Regions from separate parts of the Gossypium hirsutum genome. Here regions 2 and 3 are each linked to region 1. The links are chromatin contacts, called in public Hi-C maps. All regions are on one chromosome and are shown on one strand. Each heading gives the region's core, a stretch centred on a gene start, on an enhancer-like site or on the middle of the called end of the contact. The rest is flanking DNA. Distances are from core to core; before and after follow the strand shown. Region 1 holds the start of LOC107955163 (glycosylinositol phosphorylceramide mannosyl transferase 1). Region 2 holds the start of LOC107955157. Region 3 holds the start of LOC107955160 (coronatine-insensitive protein 1).

Region 1 (4,119 bases), core at 504-3,003:
TAAGTTAAATGAATTTCTCAATGAAGACAACAGATATGAAGCTCGGTGCCAGAAGTAGGCATATTTACAATCATAAGTCTGAAGTCTGAAACTTTATGACTAAACTTACCAAAGGAAACTGATACAGCAAGGCTAACATCAAAATCAATTATGATAAATTATTAAAACAACAAACTTGCAGAACAGATGCGTACCTTTTGATCTACCCAATGCATACGAGGAACATATCCCACCATTGTATCTGAGGCACTTTGCCAAACAGTGAAAGCAAATTCTACAGAAGTGCAAGGGAAAATAACATCATCATCAATTGAGAAAACCGCATCCGTCTTCAAATCCTTAATTTCTTTAAATCTGTTGTTCAAGCTATCTTCTTTATTGATATCAAAGACCAACTCAACTTGCTGATCCTTTCTAGAGTTTGACCGCACAACATGGTTGAGATATCTTTTAAGCGAATCAGATGGAGGATCCGGCTCACTCCATACAATATGTATAGAATCGAGCCTCGGACATGACGTGTAGTGGGAAATCGACTTCTTCAAGAGATCATATCTTTTCCAAGTATTGATTATAATCGAGTATCTTCCCCTGTACTTACACAACCCAGTAATGAACATCATCACTTTATTATCAAATCTGGAAAATTTTTCGGTAAATGCCTTCAATAGATTTAAGTTTCTACTGTATATCAATCATTTGTTGAAATTTTTTGTAACAATTTAAGCTCAGAGTGATTTTGTTCGAGTTCAAGATCCTTCCGAAAATAAATAAATAAAACCCTTCTTTAAACATCTAAACAGAATAAACACCAAAAAGTACCTTTAAATTTGAAGTTAGAATTATCAATCACTTCTTAATATTTTAAGCTAAAACGGGTTTAGTTTCAGATCCTAACTGTTGTTATGGTTTAAAAATAAATTAAATTACCATAAATAAAAGAACTTGATAACAATTTGATAGAGTTTCCAATAAAAATCCTGATTTAGATGATATATTTACGCAAAGTTTCCAAAAACAAACGAACCTCTTTTAGTCATGGTTCCTTTTTTTTATATATATCTAAACTTGGAAACTACTCAACAAAAATCTGAAAGAAAATTCAAACGAAAATATAAGATTAAAAAAAGTTAATATATAGTACTAGGGAGATGCACCTTGGAGAAGAAGAGCGGTCAAAGTCACCGGTCCATCCCATAAACGAAGAACTGTCGCGGTTTCGGTTCGCGATTGCTAGTAGACTTAACACGACGCAACCGCAGAGAAGGATCTTGATCTTTGCCGATCCAAGCGTCCCGATCCCAACTTGACGCAACTTGAAAACCGATCGACGGCTAATAGGTAAACCGCCCCTCATCGTCTTCTATCACTCTAATTCCTCAATCTCTTCCCTTCCCCTTTTGCCTTATAAGAAGACTGAGTCGGTCTGAAGTCTGAACTCGAGGGATATGACGTTGAATGGAGCCCGATTCACGAAACTGAAAGTTCCATCCGCCGCTTGTTGAATTGCTATTTATATGATTCGGCTCCGGTGCGGTGAGAGGGAAGTAGATTTGTCGCCGGTGAGGAGGAACCGGTGAAGGGAAAAGGGTGGGGAGAGTTATAGGGTGTGGTTATGTGTATGAGGTTAAGGAGGTAGAGTCCCATAAGATGGATGCTAGGGTAACGCGCGGATGGATATTATTGGCTGAAACTGAGATGTTGATGTGCTCTTGGTTTTTTATTGCGCATTGCAATGTACGTTCGGCGTTCGTTCCCTTTTAAGATTTCACAGATCAGGATAGAAGAAAAGATACGTTGATGTGAAAGGAAGTATTGAGAACCGTTTGATTAAAATCTGATGGTTCATTACAGTTACTGAGGTTGACCCTTAGCCGACAAGATATTTTATAATTAGGACCGGCTCCGAAAATATTATAACTTTTATTCAAATTTATTTGATTTGTTCTAGTAAAATATTTTTAAAAATTCTTCAAACAGCAACACGCTTATGACCACTTCTACGTTAGACCACAAATCAATAAATATAAAAATAATTTTAAAAGAAAATAACTTTATTCTTTTTCTTGTTCATTTGCTTATTCTTATCCAAAGAGTAAAGAAGATGCCAATATTTTGCATCAGGATTTGGGAGATAAACAAATACAAGGAATTGTTAATGTTTTCTTAAAAGTTTTGTTAGTTGTTATAACTAAAGTTATAGAAAGTGTTTGTTGCTACAATAGGGATGGTTCACACCATGAGTAGTGGTGAGAGCCACTAAGTTTAATGATTTGAGAAAGGTTGGAGTTATAGACTATTTAGAAGCTTACCTTTCTTACCCTCATGTAAAGTATTTATAAGAGGAAAGTGGTTAGGTGTGGGTTTCAATCATTGAGTTTCTTACTGTATGGGTGTTGCGATAGAATGGTGGATGTCAACTTAAGATATTATTGGAGTCGACTGAAAGAAATGGACAAAACACTTATCAAGCTAACATATGATGGGTTGATATATGTCATCAAGAACTCTTCTAGGGATCATGTGGGCCTACGTGTAATAGAATGTTCAAGTAAGGGTATTATCGTTTTGGCAAGGCCATGAGGTTAAGCCTCCCCTTGCATAAGGCCATGCTTCGTCGAGTTTTTATGATCATTGAATGATCCGACGAGGGCGTTAGATGACGAGGGTATAACAATTGCCACCTAGGCAAAAATAAGTTATAAAGGTAGCATGGCTTGAGTTGATTCGTTGGCAAGGCCTATTGGGGGTTATGAAGTGTCGTCATTATTTCCCCGATTATAATGCCTTGTAATGTGAGCAAGTGGTCATTGATAAGGCATATGTGAAGGCTCAAAAAGCTTTTATTAACAATTTTCATGATATTTGGGAGACTATTGTAAGCAACATTCAATTGGTTCAAAGGTTTATTTTGCATAGGGTTAGCTTTAGTATGGTGTGAAATATATATTGTTCTCTTGATATTTTTAATCCTTAAAAAAATGGCATTCAGATATATGAGCCATTGTTGAGGGGAAGATTATAGTTATCTATTCTGGAATTTGTTTCATCTGAAGATGATTAAGCCTCCCTTTTGTGTGTGCATGTGGTTATTAGACAAATATTATTTGTAAACTACTTCGCTATTAATAAGATTGTTTTGTTGATTTGATAATAGTGTTTTTAGCTTTGTTTGCATTTTTCTTTATTATTTTTTGCATATGTGCATTTGAATTTTGATATTTAGTGGATGGAAATATTGATTTGATCTTAAAGAATGTACATTCTTTTTGGGCTAAGCACACACACCTTTCTAGCCTAAATAGGTGACGGTGTTATTTTACACAACTTGTCTAGGCCTAAAAAGGTAGCCTTGTTATGGATAATATTGTAACACCCCTAACCCGAGTCAGTAGTTAGAACAAGGTTACGGAGCATTACCGGGGTTTACAGAACAAATAGACAGAAATTTCAAATATTTCACATCACATAATATACATGTCAGAAACCAATCAAAATTAAACATATTGTCCCTTCTACGAGCCCTCGAGACCGAAATTACATATTAGAAACAAATCGAGACTAAATCGGAAACTCAAAAAATTTTTCAGAAACATTTAATATTTTCAACAATGTAGAGGTCACACGGCCGTGTGATCAGGCCGTGTGACTCACACGGTCAAGAGACACGCTCGTGTCTAAGGCCGTGTAACTTATTGACTTGCATTCTTTTAAAAGATACATGGGACACACGGCCGTGTTACCTGGCCGTGTGTCACACACGGCTGTGACACACGCCCGTGTCTCTGCCCGTGTGGATGAAAATAGGTGATTTTACAAGCCACATTTTTTACCCAATTTGGTGTCAACCTACAATCAACATTACATATATCAACAAGCCGTAATTAGGCATCCAAAACAAGCCAAAATAAGTGTATTCATGCATTCAATATATTCATATGTATAACTAACTTATACGCATTTTTGTACCCAAGGTTTACCAAGTTAATTTGATTTATTTCAAATCAAGTCACTTACCTACCAAAACATACCATTTGGTGCCAAAATGTATATCAAATACTAACATATTTAGATATATATACCTTACATATTAAAGTACTGATTCATGATAAATTTATC
Region 2 (4,119 bases), core at 540-3,039, 200 kb after region 1:
AATTTGCAGCGAGATTTGACTGATTCGACAGTCTTGAGGAACATGGGGGGAGGACTTGGTCATTCCCTTCTTGCTTACAAAAGTGTGCTGCAAGGAATAGGAAAGCTCCAGGTATGTTGCATAACATGAAGGTTCTTATCTCCTTTAAGTGTATTTTAGTGCCAAAGGTTCTTGTTAATTAAGTCCTGTATTTGGTTATTAGTTTGTGAAAGGTCTAATGATGCCCCTGCCACTGTACTCCTTGGACTTCGATATTTAGTACCTCTGCTTTTAGTTCTTAGGGATTAAAGTCCAAGGGATAACGCTGTTAATTGACTTATGTCAAATTTGAGTATCAATTGGACTTAACTTTTAAATAAAAAGTTTGAATGTTCAAATGTCACATTTTCAAATTTAACGATAATCCATTGATAGTGTTATCGGTTGGATTTTAATTTTCAAATTTGACAAATGAGGGACTAAATTCCTGGAAATAAAAGCTAAAGTATTAAATTTTAAAAAGTCTAAAAGAGTACAGGGACTTGGGGCATTTTTAAATCTTTGTGAAAATTTTGACTTAATGATACATCTATGACTTGTGGTAAGGCACGTTAGTATATTTTCTTCAACTAGTGATAGTTAGCCGCTTGATATCACCTATGATGCAAAAGCCCTTGCTAATCCTTCTCTAAATTGTAGTTTTGGGTGCTTTACTGCATACTACCATCTCTCTTGAGCTCCATTTTGATTCCAGGTCAATGAAGCTAGGTTAAGTGAAGACTTGAACCAGGCATGGGAGGTACTTGCGGAGCCAATTCAGACTGTATGTATCTTCTGATCTTCATTTATCGAATGCCCTTTTTTGTTTCAATTTTTTTGTAAGCGCAAAGTAATAGAGGCTAGATGGATACATTTATCGTATTCGGTATTTTGATTCATCTTTTTGTTTCTCTTTTTAACTTGATCTGTAGGTCATGCGTAGATATGGTGTTCCAGAGCCTTACGAGAAGCTGAAGGAGCTAACTAGGGGGAGAGCAGTTACCAAAGAAAGTATAAGGGAATTTATTGAAGGCTTGGAATTACCCGAAGAAGCTAAGACTCATCTTTTGAAGTTAACGCCACATTCCTACGTGGGTGCAGCCGTTGAATTAGCCAAGACTGTAGATTCAGCTGTGAACGTGATAAACGGTTCTGAGGTCTTGGAAACATGTCGTTGAAAGAATTAGCCAAGAAACCTAGTCATATTGTTGCACCATATGAGACTGGTTAAGTATTAAGATGATAAATGTGGTAGCTATTCTTTGAAAAAAACAAATTCAGAAAGGGTACAAGGTGAGACAAATCCCTACTGCTGGAAGTGATTATCATGTCATGTTCATATGGGGCAACTCTGAGCTGAGATTTTTGTAAGCAATCTTAATAATGAAAATTAACTTGAAATTGCTGTCACGTTCTCCACTAACTGATGATGACTTTGTATTGAATGCGACGTGTGAGACAGAACGCATGTCAACAAAATAATAGCAAAAATTATAGTGTGAAAAGATAATATAATTATAGCAAAAACTAGCATGAATACGATGATATGAACCAGTCTGTACAGAGATTTTCACCAGGTGTACCTATAGAGTTTCTTGTACACTTTATCACGGCAGAATCTTTTGACTGGCAAAAACAACATCATCAAATATATTCTTTTTTAACAACATAATTGGTGGAGCATACATCACAAAAATACATTGCATGATTGAGATGGTGGAGCCCAAGAATTATCATACTATCTATATTAAATCAAATTCTCTCCTTTTAAACTAAATTGCAAGTAAAACCCTGGAATAATCTCCTTCTTGTCAAAACTACCCCCGATTTTAAAGTAAAAACACTCCACAATCTGTCATGTTTAAAGTCATCGTCGTCCTTGGAAAGAAGCCATTAACAATGATCAACACAGTACAAAGAAGGAAGCTTCTCTACGAAAGAGATACAGTCGTTTTTGTTGTCAGGTTTTCATTTTCTTATCCTCTACAGGTAAAAGCCTTCTAAAGCCTCTCTCAGGTTCTCTCTCTTCTCTTGTCTCTTTGCCTCTCCTTGTATTGTTTAACTTTAAGATAATGAGGAAAAAAACTCAGTTTTTGCATTATTAATTGCATCAGAATTCAATTCTGTTTTGTTATTATCTCATGGTAATTTGGGTATGAAATTATTTCTTTTTCTTCATTGTTGTTTTTATTTTTATTTACCAAATTGCTACTGTTAAGCAATGAGTTGATCAGCAAATTTTGGACTTTAATGATTATTAGTATTATATCTAGAAAGTCAAATGGTTATGGACCCTTTCCTTCCTTAGAAAGATATTCTTGATAAAAATGGAAACTTGATTCCTTGTCAAGAGGGCTATCAAGTTTGAGATGAGCCACTGCTAGCTCAGACCATGGTAGATCATGAAGCTACTTGTAAGTTGTAGCTGGGATTTTTGTCTTGATTTATCATATCAGTGATTGCCACCGTATGGTTAAAGGGGGTTTTGGGGGGGGGGGGAATCTTCTATATCAGTTGATTGTTATTTGTCGTTTCAGGTGACCCTTCAATGATTTTGAAGGGATCTGGATCTGGATCTGGATCTGGATCTGCAGAATTTTGCAGCCCTGCTATGAATCTGGCTTGACTGAATCACAATGTCAGCTTATGGCCATCAAATGGAGCGGGAGTTCTCCTCTCAGAGTCTCTTGAGTAGGGAAGATACTGGTAAGGCACTTCTTTATTAGATCCCAACAGTTCTTTCAATTCCAATACCCTTTTCTCAGAGGCTTTTATCCATTCATTTGGCATGACTGGATTGTTAATTTATCCAAATATTTTGTATGCAACATTGTTTATAGGTTGACTGCTTAACTCATTTCGTTTTTATGGTTCCTACTGCTAAACCTTCTGATGTTCGATACAAATACGTATTAATCTCGGTCGTTCTTGACAGAGAGTGGAAGCCAATATGTGTTGGAGTCGGGATTCTACATGAAATCTTTTGCTGCAACAATCTTCATTGCTGGTCTTCTAATTGTTGGGGTTCTTTTAGTAACTTTAATTGTAACATTAGCAGTAATGTTGCAATCCTATGAAAGTCGGAGCAAGGGAGTAGTGGAGATTGAGAAAGCAAGTGATAGCTACCATTATTGCAAGGCTTTTGCTTTACATGGGGAGCTCAACAGCTTGGAAGAACCCGAGATTCCTCCAGTCTGCTGGAATCTAGCCATTCATTATATTGAAGGGGGAGAATATGAACGAGACTTAAATTTCACGATTTCGATGATTGAGAGCTTCTTCGATACTATTTCACCATCGGACAATCATTTGGATGCTGTGTTAATGGACATAGATGACATCCTTGCTTCAAATCATACATACTCCCATCAATCAATGCACCAGCAACAGTAATTCCCCTTATTTTTTTCTCTGTTGCTTGGGACTTTTTCATTGTCCAGTTAATAAATTACTTAAACCAGATTAAACTCATGTTTTGGCTCAGGTTCAACCAATATGGCTCTAACAAACCAAGTGGTTCCATCGAAGATGCAGCCAATCTGAAGCACTGGCGAATACTGGAATTGTATGTGAAACTTAAGTCAAGAGGATGGTCTTTGATTCTATTATCAAGGAAGCCTGAGAGACAGCGAAATGTTACTGCTGAACAGCTCGAGGCTGTGGGATTTAATGGTTGGTCTTCTTTGATTATGAGGTACTGTTGGTACTTGCACTTTTTCTTTTTCAAAATTTTGGTCTTATGTGCATAAGTAGTTGCATGATAACCATCGAGAGTCATAGAGAAAGTTTTTCTTTTCTACTGCGTTGTCTCTTGCAAGATTTTTCGGGTACAAAAGAGGCTGCTGCTTGGAGATATGGAAAAAGGGTTATAGAAGGTGAGATTCGAATACTAAACCACGTGATGTCACTTCTTAAAAGTGATTGAGCTAAGCTTTTCAGGAAAATAATGCAGGGCAGATAGCGAAATGGAAATGGAAACATGGGAATACTTTCGTACACGAAGAACAGCAATGAAAGAAGAAGGCACTCAAATAATCAGTGTCATTAGCAGCCAATTGGATGCTTTAACGGGCTCATCTTTGGGAAAACGTGTTTTTAAGC
Region 3 (4,119 bases), core at 701-3,200, 140 kb after region 1:
AATATTTTCCCTCCAAAATTTTACTCCCCCTATTTACTTTCCCTCAAACTTTTATTCCCCAAAACTTTTTATTTTCCCCCTAAACTTTTACTTCTCACCCTTTACTCTCAAATAAAAAATCAAAATTATCCAAAAAAATCACTAAACATAAATAGTACTAATTTTATTTATATATACTATTTATATTATTAAATTAAATTTCATATTTTATATTATTTATATTATTGAATTGTTTAGTCATATTGAATATTTATATTAAAATTGAATTCTTAATTATGCCATAAAATATTCGTGTTAAAATTTTATATTGGTAACAATTTCACATTTTATTTTTAAAATAACTTTTATTAAAAAATCATTTTTTTATATTTAATATATTTTTTAATTCCAAAATACATAGTGACAAGAATCTGATGATAATTGAAACAACTAAGCAAACAAATAAGCTAACTAGTATATAAAAAATTAATAAATAAATTATGAGGTGATGAAAGTTAATAAAAAATTTGATTAAGGTGGACAAATTTTATTACGATGGGTGACAGTGGTTACAAGGACCTAAATTATTTTTTAAATTTTAATTCGAACAAATATATTCGATTCGATTCGATTCGATTCGAATTCCATCTCACTCGACTCGATTCGAGAAAACTTCAAATAAAGTTAGGATGATAAAATGAGATTTGAAAACTCGATTAACTTGAAAATTTTCGATTCGATTCGATTCGATTCGATCAAATGCTCACCCCTAGTGAATCAAACTAATGAATAATTGTTTATCACCGAATCAGCCAGGAATCGTTTGTCCTATTCTTTGGGTTTGGTGGGGAATGGCCATTACGGGAGAAGGTGGAATGGGTAATGAATGAGATTTCGTAGAATGAAGGATTCAATGAATCAAACTAATGAATAACTGTTTATCACCAAATCAGCCAGGAATCGTTTGGTTATTCATGTCAACCAAACATGGTGTTAATTACTTGGAATTATAGTTGGATTTGGAGGAACTTGTTACAAATGCATGATGTTGCAAAAAAAAATTGTGTTTTAGAATTGTGTTGTTTGGAGGTTCCCTAGTGACAAATATATAGTGGCTAAATTTTGAGGAGAAAATATGAGTATGTTAAGAACATGTGGAATGGGACAAAATTGGTTTTGTGGTTCTCAGTTCATATTTGAAAGCATTCATTTCATAATTTGGATGGTCATTCGTGACAGACTACATACCAAAGGCACACATTAATGAAATTTGTCATGTGGAACAAGAAACCAAAAGCCACATTTTCTTTGGGTGTCCTTTTCTAAGGAGATATGAAATGAAGTATTACTCCTATCCTATGCCACATTGGAAGAGAAGTGGGAAACTAGCAGCACGAGCTTGTATAAGATGTAACTAGATTGAAAGGAAAGGCGTTACTTCAAGACTAACATGAAATGCATATGAAAAGAGCAAAACAAGGTACCTGGTAGCTTGTATAGGATATTTGCGAGCTGTTGGTCCAAAGTTGGGAGATTAAGTTGTAAGCAAATAGGGCAACTGATATCTTGTCTAGATCAACCAAGAAGAACCCCATTGGTTTTTACTCTCAGTCAGGAAATGGTTTTGGTTCTACTACAAGAGAGCTTAGGGATAGACATTAACTGTACTGGTTAATTCCTTGGGTTTCTCCCACCTTCTTTCATTTTTACCAAAAAAAAAAAAGAAAAGAAAAGCACGAAATAGCAGCTGCTTTTAATCAACATTTTTTACGAAAAAAAATATAATTGAAAGAATTAAGAAAGGCCACAATGACAACTGCTGGGTGCAGAATATAATTAATAATTTAATACTTCCAATACTGACGCAACCAATCAAAAATTATTAAATTTATTTTTCAGTCTCCACTAATTGGTTGCAATACTATTTTCTTTTGTATTTTTAATTTAGAGCAGCTGAATTGTCTGGTCTGATCCTATAATTATATTTTTCACTTGGATCTTCTTTTCTAATGAATCTCGGCCGTCCATTTCGACCCTCCTTTATCTACTGAAACTTTTTCTCAGCTCTTTTCTCTTCGCTTTTCTGTGTGCTCAATCAACAATCTCTTCTTCCCTATGCCTTCTCGACCCGATCCTCATCTGACCCGATTCGTTTTATCGCCGGTTGAGTTCCGTTTCGTTTCGGATCCTACCGCCTTTTCTTTTATGAACAAATAAAACAGAGCTCCGAAAAAAAAGTGTTTACTTTCTTATTTCAGATCGATCCATTCTTTTTTGTCCGTTTCGGTTTAAAAACCGTTTTGATTTTAATTTCCCTTTAAAAAAGATTTTTTTAGATGGAGGAAAATGGTAACAAGTTGCACAAAACGATGACGTCACAACCCGGTATGTCCGATGTCGTATTAGGCTGCGTGATGCCGTACATCGACGACCCGAAAGACCGCGACGCCGTATCTCTAGTTTGCAGGCGGTGGTACGAGCTCGACGCGCTGACTCGTAAGCACATAACGATCGCGCTTTGTTACACGACGAGTCCCGATCGGTTGAGGCGACGGTTCCGTCACTTGGAATCCTTGAAATTGAAAGGGAAGCCTCGGGCGGCGATGTTTAATTTGATACCTGAAGATTGGGGTGGGTACGTTACACCGTGGGTGAATGAAATAGCGGAGAATTTCAATTGCTTGAAAGCCGTCCATTTCAGAAGAATGATTGTTAAAGATTCGGATCTGGAAGTTTTGGCTAGGTCTAGAGGGAAGGTTTTGCAGGTTTTGAAGCTTGATAAATGCTCTGGTTTTTCTACTGATGGTCTCTTGCACGTTGGCCGTTTGTGCCGGTAACTTTTTCTTCCTTTCTTAATTCTTGTGCAACTATGGGTTCTTGTTTCTTTGTGAAATTAGTCAAGCTTAGGCTTAAGCCCGATGAAATTCGTTCTTTAATTCATTGTTGAAAGTTCTTTTAGTTGGAGCATCTGCTGAAAATGATCAAATATGGATTGAACTCAGTGGAATCGAGTAAAGAGGACTGATTTAGTAACTTCCAACTACTTGGGGGTTAAACCTTATCTTAGTTTACTTGAGTTTGGTTGAGTTGAATTGTAGGAATATTTCGATTTGTGTTTATTGGAAGTGGTTATGTTTAATGAAACATGTATTCAATCCCAATTACTTCTATTTGTAACTGTTTAGTTCAAGCGTTTGAAGTCGAGGAAAATCTTTCTTCTCCTCAGCCTGTAAGCATCGCATTTATAGATGTGGTTGTTACTGCGTTTGTTTGAATGTGGAACTGATGGAAAATCAATCTGAACGATGAAACATTTTGATTGCATATGTGGGAAAGTTCCATGACACTGTATGCGGTCATTTGAATCCCGAATCTTTAGGAGTGACTGGTCTAGTCAGGGAAGAAGCAACTGTGGAAAATTTGGTTTTGTTTGTAGTGCATGATTGTGTAGTGTTGGTACATTTTACGATTGTAGAACCAATGGAAAATAGGTATGAATGATGAAACATCCTGATTGCATATGTGCGAAAGTTGCATGAAACTGTATGGGGTCTACGTGATTTCTTGGCCTTCAGGAGTTAGTGACTAGTCAAGTCAGGGGAGGAGCATAGGTGAAAGTTTGGTTTTGTTTTGTACTGCTTGTAGTTGCATAGGACCATTGCGATGCCATGTCATGAAGCTTTCTGAGGTTGTAGTAAGGCACTCTAGTATGAATGACAGGATACCGATAACAATACCTGTGCTTTTACTTGATTGATCCATTAATGTTTCATTTTCTTTCAAACAACTGTTTTGATAGCAATTGCCTTTGGACATAGGTCATGTGATATACTTCCATATATTTAGTAAATTGATTTTCCTCTCTGTGAATATACCCGACAAAGTTTTTTCTTCACATTGGAAATAGAATGTTTTATGGACTAAAGGTTAAGTTGCTATAGCTTTTTATATTGTTAATGCTTTGCTTGTGCTTGCCCAGTATAACTTTTCATGCTTAATGGCATTATACATATTATTTTTCACAATCTATGGTTATAGATCAATGATCTCCGTTTCGGAGTAATGGTGTTAGACTTTGTTAACTGGTGCCTTTTAAATCCTTGTTATGACATCCTTTATATATCTCCTCAGGCAATTAAG

Evidence for each region. Hi-C and Micro-C count contacts between places; a contact is called where the count stands out from the background.
Region 2: a Hi-C map of leaf shows a contact between it and region 1, with 3 times the contacts expected there. The contact joins the promoter of LOC107955157 here to the promoter of LOC107955163 in region 1. A contact is called at or near these places in 2 of 34 Hi-C or Micro-C datasets (hypocotyl and leaf).
Region 3: a Hi-C map of leaf shows a contact between it and region 1, with 2.7 times the contacts expected there. The contact joins the promoter of LOC107955160 here to the promoter of LOC107955163 in region 1. A contact is called at or near these places in 15 of 34 Hi-C or Micro-C datasets (anther, callus, fibers and 4 more).

What each region holds. Positions count from the first base shown.
Region 1 is chrD04:12,966,229-12,970,347 of Gossypium_hirsutum_v2.1, reverse strand. It overlaps LOC107955163 (glycosylinositol phosphorylceramide mannosyl transferase 1), which reads right to left and starts at 1,753. Exons shown (of 5, transcript XM_016890891.2): 1 at 1,158-1,753; 2 at 195-591. The coding sequence starts at 1,357.
Region 2 is chrD04:12,766,172-12,770,290 of Gossypium_hirsutum_v2.1, reverse strand. LOC107955157 reads left to right here and starts at 1,789. Exons shown (of 6, transcript XM_041092004.1): 1 at 1,789-2,432; 2 at 2,556-2,724; 3 at 2,954-3,407; 4 at 3,503-3,712; 5 at 3,837-3,893; 6 at 3,971-4,119. The coding sequence starts at 2,655. It overlaps LOC107955158 (adenylosuccinate lyase), which reads left to right. Exons shown (of 10, transcript XM_016890887.2): 8 at 10-111; 9 at 734-802; 10 at 951-1,428. The coding sequence ends at 1,196.
Region 3 is chrD04:12,827,627-12,831,745 of Gossypium_hirsutum_v2.1, reverse strand. LOC107955160 (coronatine-insensitive protein 1) reads left to right here and starts at 1,950. Exons shown (of 3, transcript XM_016890889.2): 1 at 1,950-2,812; 2 at 4,111-4,119. The coding sequence starts at 2,316.